3 separate regions of the Mus musculus genome follow, and regions 1 and 3 are each linked to region 2. The links are chromatin contacts, called in public HiChIP or PLAC-seq maps. All regions are on one chromosome and are shown on one strand. The core of a region is the stretch at or near the end of the contact, and the rest is flanking DNA. Distances in the headings are between cores, read along the strand shown. Region 1 has its middle 60 kb from the start of Zfp281. Region 2 has its middle 18 kb from the start of Gm34056. Region 3 has its middle 32 kb from the start of Platr22.

What was found. HiChIP or PLAC-seq counts read pairs in DNA pulled down with a chosen protein or histone mark.
Region 1: an H3K27ac HiChIP or PLAC-seq map of embryonic stem cells shows a contact between it and region 2, with 30 read pairs. The contact joins two enhancer-like sites. A contact is called at or near these places in 4 of 39 promoter capture datasets (the HPC-7 cell line, liver and stem cell-derived epiblast-like cells), 3 of 15 datasets of contacts at CTCF or cohesin (CD8 T cells, the NIH/3T3 cell line and large pre-B cells), 14 of 484 Hi-C or Micro-C datasets (B cells, CD4 T cells, CD8 T cells and 8 more) and 10 of 115 datasets of contacts at active chromatin or transcription factors (CD4 single positive thymocytes, CD8 T cells, bone marrow-derived macrophages and 3 more).
Region 3: a contact with region 2 is called in an H3K27ac HiChIP or PLAC-seq map of embryonic stem cells, with 21 read pairs. The contact joins two enhancer-like sites. A contact is called at or near these places in 3 of 39 promoter capture datasets (the HPC-7 cell line, stem cell-derived epiblast-like cells and trophoblast stem cells), 3 of 15 datasets of contacts at CTCF or cohesin (CD8 T cells, embryonic stem cells and large pre-B cells), 27 of 484 Hi-C or Micro-C datasets (B cells, CD4 T cells, CD8 T cells and 9 more), 5 of 115 datasets of contacts at active chromatin or transcription factors (CD8 T cells and embryonic stem cells) and 1 of 9 other capture datasets (embryonic stem cells).

What each region holds. Positions count from the first base shown.
Region 1 is chr1:136,563,651-136,566,672 of GRCm38.p6, reverse strand. No RefSeq gene overlaps it. Among named protein-coding and RNA genes, the nearest start is that of Zfp281, 60 kb to the left of the region's middle. Within about 2 kb of position 1,477, at least 19 of the 459 cell types and tissues checked have an H3K27ac peak or open chromatin away from gene starts, as enhancers often do. A contact at or near this core is called in embryonic stem cells, where this site is marked.
Region 2 is chr1:136,643,245-136,645,944 of GRCm38.p6, reverse strand. No RefSeq gene overlaps it. Among named protein-coding and RNA genes, the nearest start is that of Gm34056, 18 kb to the left of the region's middle. Within about 2 kb of position 1,279, at least 11 of the 459 cell types and tissues checked have an H3K27ac peak or open chromatin away from gene starts, as enhancers often do. A contact at or near this core is called in embryonic stem cells, where this site is marked.
Region 3 is chr1:136,726,930-136,729,772 of GRCm38.p6, reverse strand. No RefSeq gene overlaps it. Among named protein-coding and RNA genes, the nearest start is that of Platr22, 32 kb to the right of the region's middle. Within about 2 kb of position 1,277, at least 12 of the 459 cell types and tissues checked have an H3K27ac peak or open chromatin away from gene starts, as enhancers often do. A contact at or near this core is called in embryonic stem cells, where this site is marked.

The DNA.
Region 1 (3,022 bases), core at 228-2,727, 79 kb after region 2:
GGCCTACTTTGAGCATCTAAGACCTCAAAGCCCGCCCCAGCAGTGACATACTTCCTCCTAATAGTGCCACTCCCTATGGGGTAAGCATTCAAACACCATAACTATTCAAACCACCACAGAAGGCTCAAGGGCGAACTTCGGAGTCCCTACAATGGCGCGTTGTCTGGAATACTTACAGCCATTATAGTCAGCAGGAAACAGGGAAATGAGCCATCTCTGCCAAGGGTATGCCCCTTCACTTTGGAGTATGCAGGAACTTCTCTATGTACTGCTAGGAAGGATTAAGGATTATATATTATTTCACACCTTTCTCTCCTCCCATTTAATTTAAAAGAGTTCTCTGAGCAGATCTCAGTAATTCTTCTAACTTCTAGGCGCCTGAGGAACTTCTAGTACTTTTTAGTGGAGGGAAGCAAGTTTTAACTGATCGGTTGGATTTGTTTTGCTTTGTTTTTGAGATGGGTCTCATGTGTCCCAGGCTAGCCTCCAACTCACTGAGTAGCCGAGGACCTTAAATTCTGTTTCAGGTTTTGTGTAGTCAGACCCTCCATGGCCTTCTCCAGCCTCTGAGAGACTAAACGCTACCAGCTTCTTGTCTGAGAAGATCTTCTAGCAAAGATGCAGTAACATAAGCTCCAACTTTCCAGGAATTTTGTGCCTCCTTTATATGGAATGAGAACACCTGGAGTTCAGGGACTTTCCCCCGAGGCCACACAGCCTGGGAAGGTGTGGCAGGCCCTCCCTGCTAGTGAGGGCAGGTGTGGGTGGTGGTGGTGGGTGGTTGGGGATATGGCCAAGGCTCCTAGCTCCCCAGCTGAGTTTATGCATTTGCTCAGTGCCCAGATACTCTGAGTTCTAGTTATTCATGCACAGTGCTCAGCCCAGCTGTGTCTATTAGAAATGGCAAAGTTCAAACAATGTACATTCTCATAAAAGCCATCTCCCTTTGTATGGTCACAGGGACTGATGAATGTTTTCAATAAATACCCATATGTTAAGAAAGAAAACAAAACAAAAAACTAATAGATGTTTATTGGGTTCTACACCTTGCTATTGCTTTAGAAATGGAGTAGATCAGCTAATAAAACAAAAATCCTTGCTCACAAAAGCAATCCCTTCTGAGCTGAAACCAACAGTGCAGAAATTAAGTTATATAGAACATTATTTTCTGTTTGTTTGTTTATGTGCATGTGTGGGTGTATGTGAGTGTCTGCAAAGGCCAGAGGAGGATATCAGATACCCTGGACCCAGAGTTATAGGTACTTGTGAGCTGTCTCTCCAGCTCTGCAGAATGTTAGGATATCCTAAGAGCTGCTTCCAGGTGAGGAGAGATTAACTGAAGCCAGTGCTTGGCAGGAGTGGCTCGTGGGTGAAAGTCTGAGTGAGTCAAATGGGGTGAGGGAGAGGAGAGGAGCCAGGGCCAAAGCAGGAAGCATGACTGTGGAGGAGCCACAGTCCAAGGATGAGGTGAGGCTGGACAGGCCTAAGGAAGTGTCCTCCAGGAGCCCTGGGGAGGGGCCAGGTCTGGGGGGTGGCAATGGTCCCTCCAGCACCTGCATCTTTTCTTCTATCCCTGAACACCCCCTGGTGGAAGTAACTGGCCATGTACAAGCCAAAATGGAGTTTGTATGCGCCTGGCTGGCCCGCCGAAGGCTGACATCAAAGTAATTCTGCAGCTTTCTACTTTCTTTCCTGCATCTTCTTTTGAGTACCAGTACTGAGCACACTACTCATAGTGTTTGTCTTAAATGTAGGTTGGTTGGATGGATGAAACATGCATTGGGTATTTATTAACGCTAGGGACAATGTGAAGTGGGGGAGAGAGAGAGAGCACTGTTTTATTATTTTATTTTAAGTATTTATTCTCCTCCCACTTTTTTTTTTTTTTTTTTGAGATAGGGTCTCATTCATTACATAACCCAGAGAGGCTTTCAACCTTTCAACTTACAATCCTTCTGCCTCATCCTTCCACGGCCTGGGCAGACAGGCACGCACCAGCATCCCTGACTAGGGCATTGACTTATGTGGTGCACTGATATGTATGTACCTTGAGCAACACTTCTTTAACGTTCAGGAGGCTTCCACGGAATGTTCAGAGAAGGACCGTAGTGCCGTGGTTTTGTTTTGGTTGACAGATTCGATCAAATGACCATTTTTCTGCTGATCATGTCCTTACCCATAATGCCTCTTGTTTTAACCGTATGCCTGCCTGATTTTGCATAGGTATAAGCTGATGAACGGATTCTCCCTCAAAGTTCGCTTGAAGACACAGTTTTGCCTTATTTCTCAAGCACCCCAAAGCAGGGCAGCCCAAATCAGCCTTTTTATTCTCTGTATGTGGGTACATTGGGAATATATTTAAATAGAAATTGTCTAGACTTGATTCTTGGTAGGGGAGGAGAAACTGATGCTATTGCTTAGAGAGGGGTGTATGATATAGGTCATTGCAAGTGAGGGGGTGCTAGGTGAACTATTCTGAGATGTATATGTGCAAATAGTATATGTAGGAAAAGAAACCAGTCTGCTAACTATGTTATCAGAAGAGGGGTGGGAATTCCTGACCCAAACCAAGTGGAGTCCTAGGTTGCTAATCTATTCCCTATGTTTGCCAGCATTGAGAGCACTATTTTAAATGATCTGATCGAGACCAGGAAAGATAGCTTAGTGACCCAGAGCACTGGCTGCTTTTCTGGAGGATCCGGATTCCATTCTCAGAGCCCACACAGCAGCTCACCACTCCAGTTCCATGGATCTGATGCCCTTTTCTGGTCTCCGTGGGCATCGGGCAAGCACAGGGTACACTTACATACAGGCAGGCAAAATACCCAATACACATAGTATTAAAAAAAATAAAAAAGAGTAAATTTTTCAAAGTAAATCTGCTGATACTCATTCATGGATTATCTATTTATTAAGCATCCCCTGCCAGTAGCATCCTCAAGGGTTGTGCACTCTACACCTAAGGTATTGCGACATCGACTGGGGCTCAGGGCCTGAGAGGTCATGGATTTGATCCCAACAC
Region 2 (2,700 bases), core at 30-2,529:
AGTCACAAATGAAAGGTCTGGTTTTGCTTTCCCCCTTTAAAAGGATAAGGTGGGTGATGGCGGGACTATCATCCAGCTACTCTGGATTCTAGGATTATGGCAGAATTACAAATTCACAGCCAGCCTGGGTAACTTGGTGAAATCTTGTTTGAAAATAACATAAAGAATGAGCTGGAGCGGGGTGGGGGTTACAGTTCAGTAGTGAAGTGCTTGCTAAGTATCTACAAGGTCTGGGCTCCAATCCCAGCGGGCACACGCGCGTGCACGCACACACACACACACACACACACACACACACACACACACCTGCCCCCACTATCATCCCCACTCCACCCCCACCAAACAGAAAGGGCAGGGTGAAGACCAGCACTTATCATCCCTTCTCTCAATCGAACTCTTCAGCACCTCAGACTGTGAATTTCAAGTTATAAGCTACTTTCTGGTGGATTTTAGCCAGCACTCTTAAAAAAAAATTAAAATAGGATAAATCATATCAGAGGTCAATAATAGACATAATATTTCCATATCAGCTTGGTAAGTTTACGGTGTACAGACTAGGCGACGTAAGTTTCTTTACTGTGCAGTTCACAGAAAAAGCATTTGAAAGCTTCTATAAAATCAGTAGTAAACTATTCTTTCTGTCCTACGATTAGAAACCAGATTTCCTCTGGAAGGCAGCTATGCCTGCCACTAAACCACCAATACTACACTTTAAATTCTAAGTGGTAGGCTTGGTGGTACAGACCTGAAATCTAGGCATTTAGGAAGCAGAGGCAGGGGGATCATGAGTTCGAGGCTCGCATGGACTTCACAGCAAATTCTAGGCCAGCCTAAATAATAAGGCTACCTCAAAAAGCGAAGAAGAAAGCACTAAGTTCTCCAATCAAGCATATCTAGAAAGAGTAGCTGACTTACAGCAGATGCCCAGACACCCAGGAGTGTTGACAGTGTGCTCATTAAACACTGCTCCATCTCTTTGGTTTTGGTCTACCTGCTGTGCTACAACTAAACAGCCAAATTCTACCGCAAACCTCATACCCTCTCGGCTTCCCCACTTCTGGCCACACTTTTTCCCATTTAACGCTTCCTCTGTGTGCTCTGGTACTCACTTCCTACAACCATGGCCTCTGGCATTCTTTCAGCCTCCTTTCCTGTAAAGGGAGGCTGTTCTCCACACTGACAGACATTGGGTACCTTCTTCCAGGAGCCAGGACATGTGCAAATACCACTGGTGTGGCCATGAACAAGAGAAGCAGATGTGGTGTTTCCAAGAGTGCCTTCCTGTGGGGAGAGGAGTATAGGATGGGAGCTGAGAGGAGCCATCAGGGAGTGGCTGTGCAGGCCTCACCGGAAGGATGGCTGTTACTCCCAGGGAGAGAGAGGGGCAGCTGCCAGAGCAGGCTGCAGTTTGAAACGGGAATGATTCGAGGGATTCAGAAGGGAATGGATTGCAGGGTCAACTATAGAGTTAGGACGGTCGAGCAGTATGAAAGGGAGAGAATGCTGGCTTGCTCCCGGGTAGTGACAGAACCAACTGCGGACATACCCTTGGGCCATTAGCGATGGTAAAAGTCGGGGGAGAGTTGAGAAAGACTAGGGCTCTGGGGTCAGTGGAACCAGGGCCCTTTCATCCCATATGCTGCCTTTCTGGCTTTGACACTTGTCTTCTGTATGCTCTCTGCTTGCCTAATTCCTTCGTGTCTGTCAAGTCTCCAGAATTCTAAACTAAGGTGAATGCTGACTGCACAGACCGTGGTGTCCTTCGCCTCTCTTAACACCCGCTTCATGCCCACTTTAACATTTTATTTATTTATTTATTTATTTATTTATTTATTTAGGGTTTTTGTTGTTGTTGTTGTTGTTGTTCTTTTTGAGACAGTGTCTCTCTACGTAGCCTAGGCTGGTCTAGAGTTCTTATATGTAAACCAGGCTACCCTTGAAGTCCAAGAGGCACTGGCCTCTGCCTTCAGACTTCTAAGGTTAAAGGTGGGCAACACCATGGCCACCACTCTTTGTCAAAGGCTTTACTTAAGCTGTTGAGAGGAAGAGGTTTTTTTTTCCAATCTTTTTTTTGTACAATTTCATTAGACGCACTATACACACACACACACACACACACACACACACACACACACATATATATCCATATATATCCTCGTGTGTCCTCACATACACCGTGTTTGCATGTGTATTAAATATAGAGATAATGTAATTAGATCAGATTATCCACCACCCATCTGACTCTTTATTGCTGTTGGCAGCTAACAGTACCTGGCACTCAATAAATACAGTTATGGAGTGAAGTCATATTTTAAAAATGGAGACACTGAAACAGAGTTTTTTTTGTTTTGTTTTGTTTTTTTCCCTCAAGACAGGGTTTCTCTGTTTAACCCTGGCTGGCCTCGAACTCAGAAATCCACCTGCCTCTGCCTCCTAAGTTGCTGGGATTAAAGGCATGGGCCACCACTGCCGGGCCTTCTCATTATTTAGAACAAGGATCTCATTAAATTGCCTTGGTTAGCCTTGAACTTTCAATCTTCCTTTCTCAGCCTCCCCTGTGGCTAGAATTACAGACCTGGGCCATCAGGTAGGGTCTAACTACTCTTTTAAAATCCTTACATCTTGCCGGGCGTGATGGCGCATGCCTTTAGTCCCAGTACTTGGGAGGCAGAGGCAGTCGGATTTCTGAGTTTGAGGCCA
Region 3 (2,843 bases), core at 28-2,527, 84 kb before region 2:
ATGCCTGCCTGGCACTGAGACCAGGGGGTGGGTGGGGGTGGGGATCCCAGGCTCTGCATAAACCCAGAGCAGTGGTTCATGTCTGTAATCCCTGCTTGGGAGATGAAGATGGGAGGGTCAGAAGTTCAAGGCCATCTTCAGCTGCTAGATAAACTCAAGCCCAGCCTGGGCTATATGAGAGCCTACATAATTTTTAAAACAATCCACAGGGCTGGTGAGATGGCTCAGCGGTTAAGGGCACTGACTGTTCTTCCTGAGTTCAATTCCCAGCAACCACATGGTGGCTCACAACCATCTTTTTTTTTTTTTTTCCTTCGAGACAGGGTTTCTCTGTGTAGCCCTGGCTGTCCTGGAACTCACTCTGTAGACCAGGCTGGCCTCAAACTCAGAAATCTGTCTGCCTCTGCCTCTCAAGTGCTGGGGTTAAAGGCATGCGCCACCACTGCTGAACACTCACAACCATCTGTAATGAGATCTGATGCCTTCTTCTAAGGCGTAGTACATAAAATACTACATAAAATAAATATATAAATCTTTAAAACAATCCACAATAACAAAATGCAGAATAAATAAAATTTCAAAGAAGTTGATGGACAAGGCTATTCTAGAATTGACTGTGTAGCCCAGACTGACCTCAAGCTCAGAGACAATTCACCTGCCTCCGCTAAGATTACAGACCTGTACCACACCTGAAAATACACTAACCTTAGTGCTATTTGTGAATTTTATAAATCCGTGGGTGGCTGAGGTTGGGGGAGGGTTGCTTTTGTTTCGTTTTTACCTTTTTGCCCTAAGTAACAGTACATGGGGCCAACATGTCAGAATCTCGCATAAGAAAAGTTCCGAAAAGGAGCCCTTTTCCTTTATGGAGAAATTAAATCAAAGTGTGCTGCACTCCATTTTGGTTGAGTCCGTCGCTCCTTTCCCCCACACCTGGAGCTTTTAAAACAGTCCCCAAGGTATAGACAGATGAAGTGGTCAGGAGAAAAGGCCACCCACCCTGGTCCAGACCCATCAGCCTTCTGGGTCACAGTTAACAGGAAAATACACACACACACACACACACACACACACACACACACACACACACACACCTCGCCCCTGAGAACTAAACAGCAGCTTAGGGAATTTCAAACTGAAACTCATCTGGTCTGTTATCCAATAAAAACATTTTATAAAAACATTTTATAAACGGGAACAACTCCAGGTGTGTCAGGCACTGGGACTAATGGGAGGAGAGAAGTCTAAGAGAGAGTTTGTCCCTGAGCCACAATGGCTCACATTGAAACACCTAACCAGGGAAGCCTGGTGGAAGCTGACAGGAGGACTGCCAAGTACAAGGCTAGCCTGGAGATTTTAGTGATGTCTCAAATTTTATATAAGGGGCAGGGGGAGAACTGTGGAGATGTAGTTCAGTGGTAGAGTACTTGCCTAGTCAGAGACCCTAGGTTCAAATCCCAGCACTGATATAATAAATAACCATTAAACAATTGTGTTGACTCCCGCCTCCACCCGGCTCCCATCGCTCACTCTCTACCCAGGCCCCACACAGCAGGACAACAGGAATACAACAGGGGGATTAGGGTTCAGTTTGTCTCCTGTTGCTCACAACATTTAATGGAAGACTAGACAGAAAACACATTTCCATAAATACTAATTGATTGGTGGCGGATTGACCCACAGAGGTCCTTCTAACAGTAATTATTATCTGAAAGAAGCTGAACTCAGATGCAAATTCCTGGCTCCAGGGTTCTGCCCCGAGGCTATTTTACATTTCAAGGGAGCCTCACAGTTTGAACTGGACTGTGAAAAATGAACCCAAGCAGGCAGGCAAACAGTTTCCAAATTCTATTCTCCCCGAGACATTTGCATCCCTTCTGTTGATATTTGTCAACTGTCACCAGGCCCTCTCTATCTATCATCTTCTCCCTACAGGACAGCTGGCGACACTGAAGGTCCATCTATTTGTTCCATGCTCCCTAATAACAGAAATTTATGGCAACTTTTCAAGGAAAAGAAGCAATAGGCACAATGGGCCTCACCAAGCCCACCAAGCCCTGGTCCCATTGACACTTGACCTCAGACTTGTTTTGGACTTCAGTGAAAGCTTAATTCCATAGCTAAGAATCACAGGTAGCACACGGCATATATCAGTAAGCAATTAAGTTAATCCTGAGCTACATCATTGTCATCAGCCACATTAAGACCCAGAAACAGGGGCTGGAGAAAGATGGCTTGGCGGTTAAGAGCACTGACTGCTCTTCTGAAGGTCCTGAGTTCAAGTTCCATCAACCACATGGTGGTTCACAACCAACTGTAATGGGATCTGACACCCTCTCCTAGTACACCGGAAGACAGCTATAGTATACTTAGATTATAATAATAAATAAATCTTTTTTTAAAAGACCCAGAAATGCTAGACAGTAGGGGCATATACCTTTAATCCCAGCACTCTGAGAGGCAGAGGCAGGCAGATGCGTGAGAGTTGAGATCAGCCTGCTCTACAGAACAAGTTCCAAAACAGCCAGGGCTACACAAAGAAACCCTGGAGGAAGGAGGGACCCAGAATCTTCTGCCTAAAATATTGACATTTAAACTAACTTAAAGATAAAAAAAATGCTAATGTACACATTGTTATGAATTCATAGGAGCTGGAGAGATGGCTCAGCAGTTAGGAGTCTAAAGACCCAGGGTTTAATTCCCAGCACCTACATGGCAGCTCACAACTGTCTATAACTCCAAGATCTGACACCCTGACAGAGACATACATGCAGACAAAACACATAAAATAAAAATAAAAGAATTCATAACAGACATTGGTGGATGTCTCCCTCCATTGGTGG